Linked DNA regions of Hordeum vulgare: all the other regions are linked to region 2. Evidence: chromatin contacts called from public Hi-C data. All regions are on one chromosome and are shown on one strand. Each heading gives the region's core, a stretch centred on a gene start, on an enhancer-like site or on the middle of the called end of the contact. The rest is flanking DNA. Distances are from core to core; before and after follow the strand shown. Region 1 has its middle 170 kb from the start of LOC123404600. Region 2 holds the start of LOC123404010 (probable aquaporin PIP2-2). Region 3 holds the start of LOC123402497.

Region 1 (4,202 bases), core at 383-2,882, 480 kb after region 2:
ATGAGAACAATGGCTCAGGCCAGTAGGTGAGTGGTTAGGGAAACATCGTATGAGCGAGTACTTGCAGTAAGATGAGACCTCCTATGTCACGCTCCTACCTTCAAACAGTTGGCGTTTCGCAATGGGGGCTTCTCGCATTGGCCGGCCCATCTAATGTTCATGAGCTGAAAGAAGGCCCTGAATTCTAAGTCATGTGCGCGCTGTGCTAGCCGCTGTGACAGGCAAACTCTTGTGCTAGATTTGCACTGCAACACCTGAAGAAACGGGCGAGACTCGCAAAAACTTGAACATTCACGACAATTCCCCAAAATCTAAAGTTCGAGTCAAGGATTGAATGGAATACCTCCTGCTACTTAACGAGGTCGCTGGCCACTCTAATTCCTAGGTATCTACGTCTAAAATGGCAGAGTACTATATCTGAACTATAAGTAGCAAGAGATTTAAACTTTTTTAAATTTTGAAAGTGATTCTCTTATTTCAAAAGGGAAATATATTTTTAAAAGTGATTATTTTTTCAAAATTGCATTCAAAATTTAAAACTCGAACATTTCTTGGGATTCTCCTATTTTTTCATGGAACAAAATGTAAAACGAGTACATTGTTTGAAATTACAAACACATTTTCGAATGTCCCAGACATTTTATGAAAAACAGGAAAAAAATCGAAACGATGAATAAATTTTCAAAAACACACATTTTTTGAATTTTCGAACAAACTTCAAAACATGAACTTTTACTTTTGAAATTCCATCACATTTGTTGAATTGGCAAAAAATGTTCACCTTTGTTTATGCACAAAATTTGAAAGTGGGAACACTTTAAAAAAAATCCGGGAAGATGAACATTTTTAAAGTGGAAACATTTTTTTAAATCCTTGAACAATTTCAAGTCATGATTTCTTTAAATGTTTGTGAAAAAACTGAACGTGGGAACATTTGTTTTATTCTGCATTTTCTTTATCAAAAATGATTTTTTTATATATTTGTGAACACAGTTTGAAATTGGGAACATTTTCGGATTTTTAGAAAATGCAAACATTTTTAAATTTAAAACTATATATTTAAAATTTGGAACATTTTTCATAAGAAACGAACAAATATTTGAAATTCTAAACTATTTGTAATTTATGAACAAAATTTGAAGACAAGAACATTTTTCTTATATATGTACACAATCTAAAAAAGACAAACATTTTTGAATTTATGAACATTGTTTTAACTATTTTTTTTTTACAAAACGTGAATAATATTTGGAAACACACTTATTTTTTCTGAAGCTCGCTTGAATTAAATTAAAAACACATACATATTTTGAAATTTGCGAGCACATTTCGAAATCTAGAATTGTTTTTGCAAATGTGAACATTTTATGAACCTCCATAACTTGAAATGAACGGAACGAAAAGAAAAAATAAGATATAGAAAGAAAAGTAAAAAACAGAAAAGGGAAAAAAATGAGAGGAAACAAATAATAGGGAAAAAATAAAAGAAGGAAATTTATAAAAACTAACAGAACATCCAGTGCAGTAACCTTCTAGAATTTCAAAACCAGAAAATACTGTCTGGGACCTACACAAGGTTCCTAAAACCAGGTCATAGCAATCATTAACGGGCCGGTCCATGTTGCGTCGCTCGCTCATCAATCCTGTGCGAAACCTTGACAGTTTAACAGAGGAAACCCTATTTAGCGCCACAGGCGCCGGTTCCGGACAATTTTTAATAAAGGGAGCCTGCAGTTAGAGATCCGAACTGAGTTTTAGCCTGTGAACTTTGTTCCAAATTGATGGACTTTTTCCAAAATTGGTGAACTTTTGTCAAAATAGATGATTTTTTTTGAATCGATGAATTTTTTGCAAATAGGTTACAATAATTTAAAATTCCTGAACTTCTTTCAAAATCAATGAACTGTTTTTAATAATTGAGGAACTCCTTTTGAAAATCTATGATTTGTTTTTAAATTCTTTGAAAATTTTGAAAATATATAAACATATTGAAAATATCGGTGGAATTTTTTATATAATCATTGAACTTTTTTCAGAAAATTGCACTTTTTTGAAAGTCTTATGAACTTTTTTCGATTATTAAAGGACCAACACATTCTATATGGGCCGGGCGACCATAAGGAACGTTGAAGGCGCCGTGTAGGACCTCCCATTTGATAGAGCCTCTGTCATACAGTATAAGATTTTCCCAGTAAGGTTATTCCTGTCAAGCAGGGGTATACATATGGGCCGGGCCATTATCCGTTCATTTTTCTTTTTTCTACTTCCTTTTCCTTTTTCTTTTTCTATTTTAAGTTTTTCTTTTTAGTTTTTATTTTATTCTTTTTTTTTGATTTTCCTTTTCCTTTCCTTTTGTTTTTGTTTTTTCCTTTGATTTTTATTTTGTCTTTTTTTCTTTATGATCTCACTTGTATTGCATATTTTCTTATCAAATACTTGAAAAAAATTGTTCATCGGATACAAATAACGTTACCTAAAAAAATGTTTATAGAATAAATTTTTTAGTCATCAGTTATTAACACTGTTCATAGAAATAATAAAATATTTAGGCAAATAAGAATTTGTTCATCGATTTTCAAACAGTGCTCATCAAATTCATAATTTGTTTATGCTTTTTTCCCAAAACAATTATTCTGTATACAATTTTTGTTCATAAAGTTACAAAAAAGTCTTCATGAAAATAAATTTTGGTTTATCAAATATGAAAAACTTCATCATTGCTAAAAAATGTTACAAAAAGTTATACATTAGAATTAAAGAATATTCAATCAAAGTAGAAAACATTCATTCTTTCGAAATAAAGGGCATTTTTGGAAATCATGAACATTTAATTGAATCTATTAAAATTATTTATGAAATTTCTTACTGTTATTTGAATTCAACAGTACTTTTCCAATAGAAGAACATTTCGTTTCAATATATTGAATATTTTCTTAGCCATGAAAACATTTCCTTTTTCAGAATTCACTTGTGAAAAGACAAGAAGTTATTCTCTGTAAAATTACGATTTTTACAAAAGGAAAAAATTAAAAAATAATAATTAAAAAACAGAGACGTCTTGCCCCCTCATGGGCCCGATAAGGACGCGCGGGAGATAGGAGGTGCTATGTGGTTCCCTAGGCCGGCCCAATTAGTAGCTACCAGCGGTGTAAAAAGTACACATTCCAAATTTCACTCCCACCTTCCCGGGTTGCGACAAGTGATACACTGCATGCGTGCCACTTGTCGCAATCCCGGAAGTTTTATTTTTGGTATATCCGTACTTTCAAAACGTTTTATCTCCTAAACCGTGCATCCAGGTCTCGAATCATTTTCATCGCTGGGTTTCTTGCATCGACATATTAAAACTAGATCCCGTGTTAATACGTCTTGACAAACTTTTTTTCCACAAAAACACGTACCAAAAAAATCATGCCTTTCATGATAGAAAAATAAAGAAAATACGTTTTTTCGCCTTTTGTCCTTTCGGAGAGGCACGGATGTGCCCACGAGGCAAAATCATACCTCTCGCAGGAAAAAATCGTTTTTTCTTTTCCAGAGTCACGGGCGTGCTTCTCGCGAAAAACTCTCCTAGAAAATGCGTTTTTTCCTTTTCGAGAGGCACTATCGTGCCTCTCGCGAAGGCAAAATCATGCCTCTCGTGAAAGCAAAATCATGCCAGTCGCGAAAGGAAAACCGTGCCTTCAAAAAAACAGAGAACGTGTTTTTTTATTTTCGAGAGACACAGTGAAACCGTGACTCCCGCGAAAGTAAAATCATGACTCTCGCAAAAGCAAAACCAAAGCTCTCGTCGAAAAAATAAAAAACACATTTTTCGTGCAATTATTTGTTCGTGAACAAGCTAAGAAAGACCGATGAAAAACCGAAACACCAAAAAAAAGGAAGAAAAACATTCTAAAAAGCCTAAACTCACACGGAAAAATAAAAAAACAAAATTCATAGGAAGCACTCAGAGCACGACACATGACGACGGCTGAAAACGCGTCAAGTGACGGTGCACGGGAGTGCTCACTAGAGGGCTCTCGAAGGAGCGCTTGCTGACTAGTTGCTCTCAAAGCACGACAAAAAAAGCATGCATGACTCAAATGCACGAACCACGAATTGTAGAGGCACATACATAACCACTCAGAGCTGGTCATTGCTAGTGATGGATACGCTGCACGAAATAATTCAGAACATACTACATCAGTAGATCAAAGTAC
Region 2 (4,521 bases), core at 529-3,028:
AATAGATGTATCTTTTTTAATATGTATTTAAGACAATTTAATTTTTATTCAGTTTGTAAAACTATACTTATTTATTTAAAAACTATGTTTTATTTGATTGTGAAACTATGCTATTTTTTATACGTCTGCTTGTTAAATAATGCAAAACGTGCTCATATTTGTTGAAAAGGGACGGACAGCCGATCACGTCAATAAATTTAAATCCCGGACGTTGGACGCATTACCAATCTAAATGTTAAATACGACGGACGTCGAACGGACGGCAGACCCAAGGACAAAAATATTGTCCGTTTGAATCGGCGCGTTGGAGTTGCTAGGTGCTTCTAAGATCGTATTAGTGTAGAGGCTGAGAGTTGTATCTTAACGATTTTAATACATTCTTTTCACACAAAGATGTAAATTTTACATGCAATGTGTGAGCTCTTGTTTCTTTTGCGTGCAAGAACAAGCTCTTGTCCTGCGTCGGCATAAAGTCCGAGCCGCATCACAGTTGTAGTACTAGCTGCTAGCTACGTCGACGGGTGCATCTCCTAAAATCTGAATGATTGGGCCGTGAGAGCGACCCGAGCCGCCCGGTGCTTTCCAGCCACATGATCGTAGGTGGCACCGCCGGATTGGCTGGTCGCGCGCGGCTGATGTGGATACCGTAAATCTGAAGGTCTCTGTTGTCCCACGTGTCCCAGTAGGAGCCGTATGGACGTATGAGAATACGTACGTTGTGCATCTCGAGGGAGTTCGTTACAGGGAACGAGTTGTAGCGGGAGGGAAAGGAAAATGGAGGAGATGTCATCGGTCGAGGGGCCCACTCCACCGTAGTAGAGTATACGTACTATACTAGAAATATTCGCAGACAGGAACGTTCTGCGCCTATCTGTTTCGTTGTTATACTTGTCTTGATCAGAGAAAGCGACCACCGATGGTTCACGATTTCTCCGTAAGCACAAAGGCGAGACCTAACCAGCCGGGCTTCAAATTTCGGGAGCACGTTTTCTGCAAGGGGGGAGAAGAGCGGGGGAGCAGCTTATTATGCCTTCACGTCATACAGCTTGCAGGCTGCAACTAATCAGGCTACTGTTAGGAATCTCCATTTGCAGAGTAGCTGCGCGAGCTGTCTGTCTTAGCGATGATTCGCTGTCCTTGTTTGTTATTGGTGGCAATCAAGTTTCTGGGCATCTCCATTGGTGGATAAGCATGTATATACTGAACCTGTTGAAATTCCTGTCATTGTCTGTGTATACTGAATTGTTTTCTGAAAGGTAGGACTGCCAAATTGTCGGGAGTAGTCGGCGCTACAGCAAAAGTTACTTGGAGCTGCATATGCATGCATGCATTTGGAACGGACACATCGTTGATCGTTCCAAGACATCTGCAAAACCCATGCTAACTCTACACGCCCCTAGATAAAGGTCGCTATATCCTCTCTTTTTTTTTTGCCATCACTGATGATGTGTTGCTTGCCAGTGACCAGCAACGAGAAGCAACGAGAGTAGAACACTTTGGTGCGCTTTCTGAACTTTCTGCATATTCTTTTTTCCAGGGCGGTACAGCAGCAACGTAAGCGCACTGCACTGCACTGCACTGCACATACCTTAGAAAACAGCCCCTCCCCTCCAATTGATCACTAGCCACCAGTTCGTTAGGCTCCGAAAACGACCTAACGATGATGCTATAGTCGGTTGTGGGCGGCAAATTATAACCCAAAACCTCCCAAAAACTAAGCAGAAAACCTTATCCCTCGCTAATAATCAATCTGCCTCCCCCCTTAACAGGCCAAACTCGAGCTGATGATGAGCTCGTCCTCTCCCCGGCACGAGCCACCCTCTCACGTCCCATATATACCTGACCGGCCCTCCCCTTTCTCCTCACACTGAACAACTGCAGCAAGCACCGTTCAAGCTAGAGGGCACTAGGTTGAGCTAGCTTAGCAATGGCCAAGGACATTGAGGCGGCACCCCAAGGGGGCGAGTTCTCCAGCAAGGACTACTCGGACCCGCCCCCGGCGCCGATCGTGGACTTCGAGGAGCTGACCAAGTGGTCGCTGTACCGCGCGGTGATCGCCGAGTTCGTCGCCACGCTCCTCTTCCTCTACATCACCGTGGCCACCGTCATCGGGTACAAGCACCAGTCCGACCCCACCGTCAACACCACCGACGCGGCCTGCAGCGGCGTCGGCATCCTCGGCATAGCATGGGCCTTCGGCGGCATGATCTTCGTCCTCGTCTACTGCACCGCCGGCGTCTCAGGTCCGTCCGTCGATCGACCACTAGTTCTCTTAACTTCTCGCGCATACTAACTGCATGTATGCATGCATCATGCACATGCGTGTGACTGACCCGCGTTCTCTCTTCACGATGCATAGGTGGACACATCAACCCGGCGGTGACCTTCGGGTTGTTCCTGGCGAGGAAGGTGTCGCTCATCCGGGCGCTGCTCTACATCATCGCGCAGTGCCTCGGCGCCATCTGCGGCGTCGGCCTTGTCAAGGGCTTCCAGAGCTCCTACTACGTGCGGTACGGCGGTGGCGCCAACGAGCTCAGCGCAGGCTACTCCAAGGGCACCGGTCTAGCGGCCGAGATCATCGGCACCTTCGTGCTCGTCTACACGGTCTTCTCCGCCACCGACCCCAAGCGCAACGCCCGTGATTCCCACATCCCGGTGAGTACTAGTACTACTACTGAGACTGGCTACTGAAACGTCTCGCTAGTTGCATCGCTCATGGCTACTATAGCGTAGCAGTATATATACCATTAAACCATAGAGACACTTTACAGTGTCCATCAAAAGAAAAGTACACTTTAGAGTATATGGGTTTATGGCCAATGATAGAATTGGCTGCAGATCAAAGTGCTGCGGAAGTCGTTGACTTAGTATTGGAACAACTTACTTAAGAACGAGAAAACATTCTAACAAGTGTGCTCAGAAAGAATATTCTAGTAAGTTAAACTCGAATTACTGAAGTTAATAGTTGGTAAAAACTAAAAAGCGATTATCAAATCATATACTCAATTTCTACTACCAGTGCTATGAGCTTTGATACATCTACGTAAGTTTTTAACGTAAACTTACGTTTAAGATGATCTGGCATGAGTTAGTTGAAAGATAAAAACAATACAGGCCCATCCCTAAAAATCAGGGGACCGGTGATTGGTTAAGGAAATAAGGAACGTAAGTTTACGTTAGTTACTTACGTAGATATAGCATTTTTGCAGTGCTATAGTAGCAAAATACTTTTGGGAGGGAGCGCCGGAGTAGGGCAACCAAGTTCACAAATCCTGACAAAATGAAGCATTTTAATGAACCTAAATGCTAAAGTGCCCCAAAAAATGCAAGATCTATGGTCCAAAATTGACGAATCACTCTACATCAAGCACCTGCATGTGCGAATGTATCTTCTTGTCTGATCCACTGCGTGCCAATAGGCAGATAGGAAGATTCTCTCGTTCAATTAGGCACTAGTCGCTGTCTCGCCTCATCGTCTACAGAAAATCTGTGGTGGCGAATCGAAAATGATCGCCACCAATTAATGACGAGATATATTCCATGGGTAGGAACAAATTGCAGAAGTCCAGGGATAATGTCATGCCTGGACCTATTTTGTCCTTCAGATTTGTTGAACCATCCCTTTCTAGTTCCACAATTCTCAAACAAGCATGCTCTTAGTGGCTTTCTTTTGTGTTGAAATGTATATTCAATTTAGAAATAATATCTACAATTAACCTAAAAAGTATAGCAACATTTACAAAATCAGCGACTTGTTTTGTCCTTAATTAGCAGTATAATATTGAGCAAGATGCTTGCTCTTGTCAGTCTCTTTGATGTAACTGCTCAGCGTGCATGCTAGTTAAGCTGATGTGTGTTTACGGCTTGATCTGAATGTTTTGAACTTACTGATCTACTCAGGTGCTGGCTCCTCTCCCAATCGGATTCGCTGTGTTCATGGTCCACTTGGCCACCATCCCCATCACCGGCACCGGCATCAACCCCGCGAGAAGCTTGGGAGCTGCTGTCATCTACAACACTGACAAGGCCTGGGATGACCAAGTACGAGACATCAGTACATTATCATGGCCAATAGAGTTATATGCTACTAGACTAGTATACTTAGTACAGCTAAGCAACGGCATAAAATATTTATCAGCTACTGCTACTTAACTTTGATCACAACTCGCAATCGACTAGTACTTGATAACTCTAGACTGAATTGACAATCACACGGCATATATTTGATTAACTTATCATGCTTAGTTGATATTAAAAAGAAAACTTATCATGATTAGTTACTTAATATACTTATTAGTAATCAGGATAAGGCTGACAAATAACACATGAATAGTATATTGCAAACGGACGTCTGCTTTCGAAAATACTGCAGATGAACGGCAGGATAAGGCTGGCAAAATTAATAATTAAACAGCTAGCTAGCTGGTGTCAGTGTCAACACTCCAAAATTTCATCTATCATCATTCGAACTACTCACTTATAGGTTATGCATGACATACTCATCCACTGTCTTGAGGTGAT
Region 3 (4,512 bases), core at 609-3,108, 460 kb before region 2:
CTTTCAAAAGGCATACTTGTCCATGTGATGAAGATAAACACATGTTCTTCCCATCCCTACAAAATTGGAACAACACAAAATAGAATATATTCTATAAGCACTCATCCAAATATTACAACATTCACATAATAAAAAAAAAGCCTTACTCCTAACATATATATTGAACAAACCTAACCCCATCATAACCCTAAGCCTTACATACAAAGAACCCTAATCCTAACATACCAACACCCATAACCATTACATACAAACAAGACTAATCCTAGCAAAGTGCAACAAAAGCTACACACCCAAAATTCATGAAGAACCAGGGTTTTCTCAAACTTGTAAAAATGTGAGCATTTTTTTGGATGAGAGGAAGGGGATCGGGGGAGATTACCTTAAAGAAGGGATTGGGGTCGAAATCCTCGGACCAAACCTTCATGTCTGCTTGATTTGGAGAGAAATTTGAGAAGGGAGGAAAAGGGAACTAGGGGCACGGAGCTAATGTTCTTCAGATGTGTGGGGGTGGGGATGGGGGAGGGCCGGCCCGCGGCTGTATCATTCAAGGTGTGGCGCCTAAGAACAAGTCGGTACACATTGCAAGTGTGGCGCCTTTGCCTTAGACGCCACCCTGCATGAGGGGGGGGGGATCGGCCGTGAGTGGGTGCCAGCATGATCGAAGGTGCGGCACCTCATGCTAAGGCGCCACAGAGTGTAGTATGGCGTCTTTGTGTGGGACGCCACACAAAAATGTTAGAGTGTGAATTTCTTTTGCTAGAGTTCATTTTATGAATTAGTTACATCAATATGTCAAATTTATCCATTTTGCCTGACTGATCATCTTCTCAACAAATCATTTTGCTGCGGTAAGCACAGTTAGCAGTAGGTGCTCTATCCATTGCGTGCTACACAAAAGAATTACGCAGTATCAGAAAACGTTCGGCGTTCTCTCGGGAAAACACTGCACAGCAGGGACGAACAATGATCAATATTCACTCATCTCATCAGCATCCACTCCTCTCTCTACCCCGGAGCCCAAAACTCGGTCAAAACAACCAACTTCTACAAGCTAGTAGCTAGCTTTATCCGAAATTCCGAATCGACATGTCAAAAGAAAACAGCTACGAGTAGTAGTGGCGACGAGGCCGGGCCCGAGCGCGTCAGGCCTGGAACCCCGTCTTCTTCCAGACCGCGTCCCTGACCTTGAGCATCCTGCCGACCCCCATCCCGTCGTTCACCGACAGCGATGCGGCCCGGCGCCGCCACGCCAGCTCGTGCGGCGGCACCACCGGGGCGCCCTCGATGTCCTCGTCGTCCGCGTCGTCCAGCTCCCAGTCCCCGGCCTGGCGCCCATGGTACTCATCCCCAAGGATCTTGGACCAGTCCGGTATGGCCACGGGCAGCGACCCGTGCGCGGCGCCGCCCCCGCCGGTCCTGTCCACCGGCTTCGCCTTCCTCCCGGGACGGGCAGACGGGACTGCACGGACCCGGGGTAGCTCGGCGCCCGACCTTGCCAGTTGTTCGGCCTCCTCTGCCGGGTTGAACGACCCCCAGATGTCTGACTCGTCGAACTCGTCGGCCGTGACGGGGCCCCTTGCCGTGGCCGGGTACCCCATGACCATGAGGCCGCGCGTGGACGACGGCGCAAAGTGGTTGTAGGCGCGCTCTGTCGCCACCGACCGCGTGCTCCTCGCCATTGCGGCCGTGCCGTGCCTGCTCTCCGTGCAAACGTACCGCGCGCGTGGAGCGGCGAGGGGAAAAACGTGAAGCAGATCGCGCAAGGAGGCGAGAAGGTTGAAGACCTGTGAAACCGCGGGCGGGCAGAAGGTAGGAAGGAAGGTGTGCGCTGGTGGTTAGGCTGGGATTTATATGAGCCGGAAGGACGAGAGCAGAAAGCGGAGGATGTGGATAAGGCCGTTTTATAGAATGACTGTTTTACCCTTGACGTTTGGGATTGCTACGTGGATGATATCTGCGCCGAACCGCTGCCGGCCGGGCCCCGCACCTCTTCGCGGTGTCAAACCGCCACGTACGTAGGTGTTTTGTGTGGTTAACAGGATTTCGGGTGGTGCTGGCGCGTTGCTATTGGCACCTGCTAACGTAGTCGACCTAGTGATTTTCATTGTGGATATTTTTTAGGTACATTTTCTTTGTGGATAAGGAAGTCAGCAATTCAGTCCTACATGATGAGAAAGTCTTATCCGAAGCGCGCCCCGAAACTAATACTGGAATAATACTACTCCCTTCGTTTTTAAATATATATGTTTGTAAAAATTTACTATCGTAGAAGACTACATACGACAGAAAATGAGTGAATCTAATTTACAATATGTCTATATGCATTTGTACGTGGTCTTCTAATGAAATTTTTAAAAAAAAATCATATTTAAAAATGAAGGAAGTAGATCGAATTTGTTGGCAATTTGTTCTCTAATCCGGTCCCCAGGGAGTTGAGTTTGTTTATTCTCCATATGGAAGTTGGCTTAGTCACAGATGTTGGATTATCTCGTCATGTTTGACATCTCTATAGAAGTATACGTGTCGGTAACATCCGCTGTGTCAGCGATATCCGTAGAATTGCTTTTGGCTGGGGCGAGTTGTACATAGACGTACTTGTGTCTAGATCACACGACGAACGTCGTGTCGAATATGGATCGAGGACTACACCGGCTTTTCTCCGCGACAAATTTAAGGCTCGCTAGCTCATGAATGTCGGCCATAATTGATGCTCCAGGCAGGCCATGCATGGGTCCCAAACTCCATGGATCAGAGCGTCAATCGATGCCGCGCACGCACGTACGTGCCGGATAGTTATCTGTTGGCAACTTTGGCCCCTGCCTGCCTGCATGCATGCATGATGATCGAGGAGAGCGGATGCATGCGACCAGAGCCGTAGACCCAGTCGCCACGCGGATCCGGGCGTACGTGTCGCCTCAGGAGTGGGTAGGGCCCGCTCGGCCACATGGGCGACCCGCTCGTGTACGCGTCGTAGGGTGCACGAGGATTAACACGGACAGTGTCGTATGTCCTGCATGCGCTTGGACTTTGGAGCCATGCGTGCGGTGTTGCCATGCTTTTGCCAAAGAGACTGAATATGATACCGGCGTTTCAACGGTTAAGTGGCTGGCATTGGCGGGTCGACAGGCGTGCCAGGCTAGAGACGAGAGCTATGCGCTGGTCCATGCACTCGAGGTTGCGATGGTGTCATCGGGTTAGAGCATCTACAGCCCGCGCGCGGTTGCCAAATCCGGAGGGACGGGACAATCCCCAAATTTCCTCGTCACATCCATATATCTTAGAACTACTTTAACTGAACGATCCATTCTCCGTCACAGTTTGTTTGAATCGTTACGGATAAAAATAAAGGTGTGACGATTCATTTTTAAAACGTGTCCGCTCCCCGTTCGCACGAACCCATTCTAGGTTTCAATTTAATACTGAAATGCGTTAACACGGACGTGTAGCGGCACGGCACGCGGCCTCTCGTGTCTGCACCCATCCATATGTGGCGTCCGGTCGACGTCTTTACTAACATGCGCCAGCGACCCTAGGCGTCCTTTTCTAATCCAAGCTTTCGGAGGGTCGGCCTTATCCTATTCCAAAAGTTATTTCCATCTAGCCACCTGCTGCCCTCTCCCCTCCTCCCCGCTTGCGACAAACCCTAGCCACCATGATGGGTTTCTTCTCCGGCTCGAGCTCTCGCAAAGACAAGGGCAAGTCCCCCACCGTCCCTGTCTGCGCGCTACCCTTGCTAGCGTCTTTTCGTCCTCCTTCGCCGTGGATCAGCATAACAGTGCACCAGGCGAGGTGGCATTGGGAGCACAACATCTCCCTCCCTTATCCTGATGTCACGTTGCTGCACGACTGACATTTGGATCCGAAGAGGATCTCAATGCCAGCGGTGCCGCGGTCGGCGCAGGCGCATGCGATGGAGGTGAGGCGCTAGCGGCAACAGTTGATGCCAGAACAACAGCGCAAGCCAGTGTACGTTGCAGACCCTGAATGGGAGGCCTGCATTGCGTCGGAGCACGAGGAGCAGCGTTGGCGTGACGTCCGCGACGTGCTGGCTGGACCGTTGCCGCCCCTTATCGTGCGTGAAGAGGACCAGGAGGCAAAGGCCGCGTACCAATATGCGCTAGCGGCCGTAGTGCATGCAAGAATGGAGGTAGCGCGCCTCAAGGAGGAGGAGGAGGGTGCGGCTTACCAGACGCAGATGACAGAGGCTATGGCGCTCTCCGCTGTCTGCGACTGCGTCATGCCGTCGGTGCCCCGCCGTCACCCGCCAATGTCGAGCCAGGGCGGCTAGCCCTCAAGCCCGAGTAATATGTCTGGGACGGGTGGTGCGCGAGTGGATCAGCGCGCCACCTTGATACGTCTCCAACATATCTATAATTTTTTATTGTTCCATTTTATTATATTATCTGTTTTGGATGTTTTATATGCATTAATATGCCTTTTTATATTATTTTTGGGACTAACCTATTAACCTAGAGCCTAGTGTCAATTTCTGTTTTTTCCATGTTTTTGAGT

Evidence for each region. Hi-C and Micro-C count contacts between places; a contact is called where the count stands out from the background.
Region 1: a contact with region 2 is called in a Hi-C map of seedling, with 6 times the contacts expected there. The contact joins the enhancer-like site here to the promoter of LOC123404010 in region 2. A contact is called at or near these places in 2 of 6 Hi-C or Micro-C datasets (leaf and seedling).
Region 3: a contact with region 2 is called in a Hi-C map of seedling, with 4 times the contacts expected there. The contact joins the promoter of LOC123402497 here to the promoter of LOC123404010 in region 2. A contact is called at or near these places in 4 of 6 Hi-C or Micro-C datasets (leaf and seedling) and 1 of 1 datasets of contacts at active chromatin or transcription factors (embryo).

What each region holds. Positions count from the first base shown.
Region 1 is chr6H:381,107,044-381,111,245 of MorexV3_pseudomolecules_assembly, forward strand. No RefSeq gene overlaps it. Among protein-coding and RNA genes, the nearest start is that of LOC123404600, 170 kb to the right of the region's middle. Within about 2 kb of position 1,633, at least 3 of the 3 cell types and tissues checked have open chromatin away from gene starts, as enhancers often do. A contact at or near this core is called in leaf and seedling, where this site is marked.
Region 2 is chr6H:380,626,759-380,631,279 of MorexV3_pseudomolecules_assembly, forward strand. LOC123404010 (probable aquaporin PIP2-2) reads left to right here and starts at 1,779. Exons shown (of 4, transcript XM_045097910.1): 1 at 1,779-2,243; 2 at 2,360-2,655; 3 at 3,901-4,041. The coding sequence starts at 1,928.
Region 3 is chr6H:380,162,406-380,166,917 of MorexV3_pseudomolecules_assembly, forward strand. LOC123402497 reads right to left here and starts at 1,859. Exons shown (of 1, transcript XM_045096420.1): 1 at 909-1,859. The coding sequence starts at 1,679. The coding sequence ends at 1,143.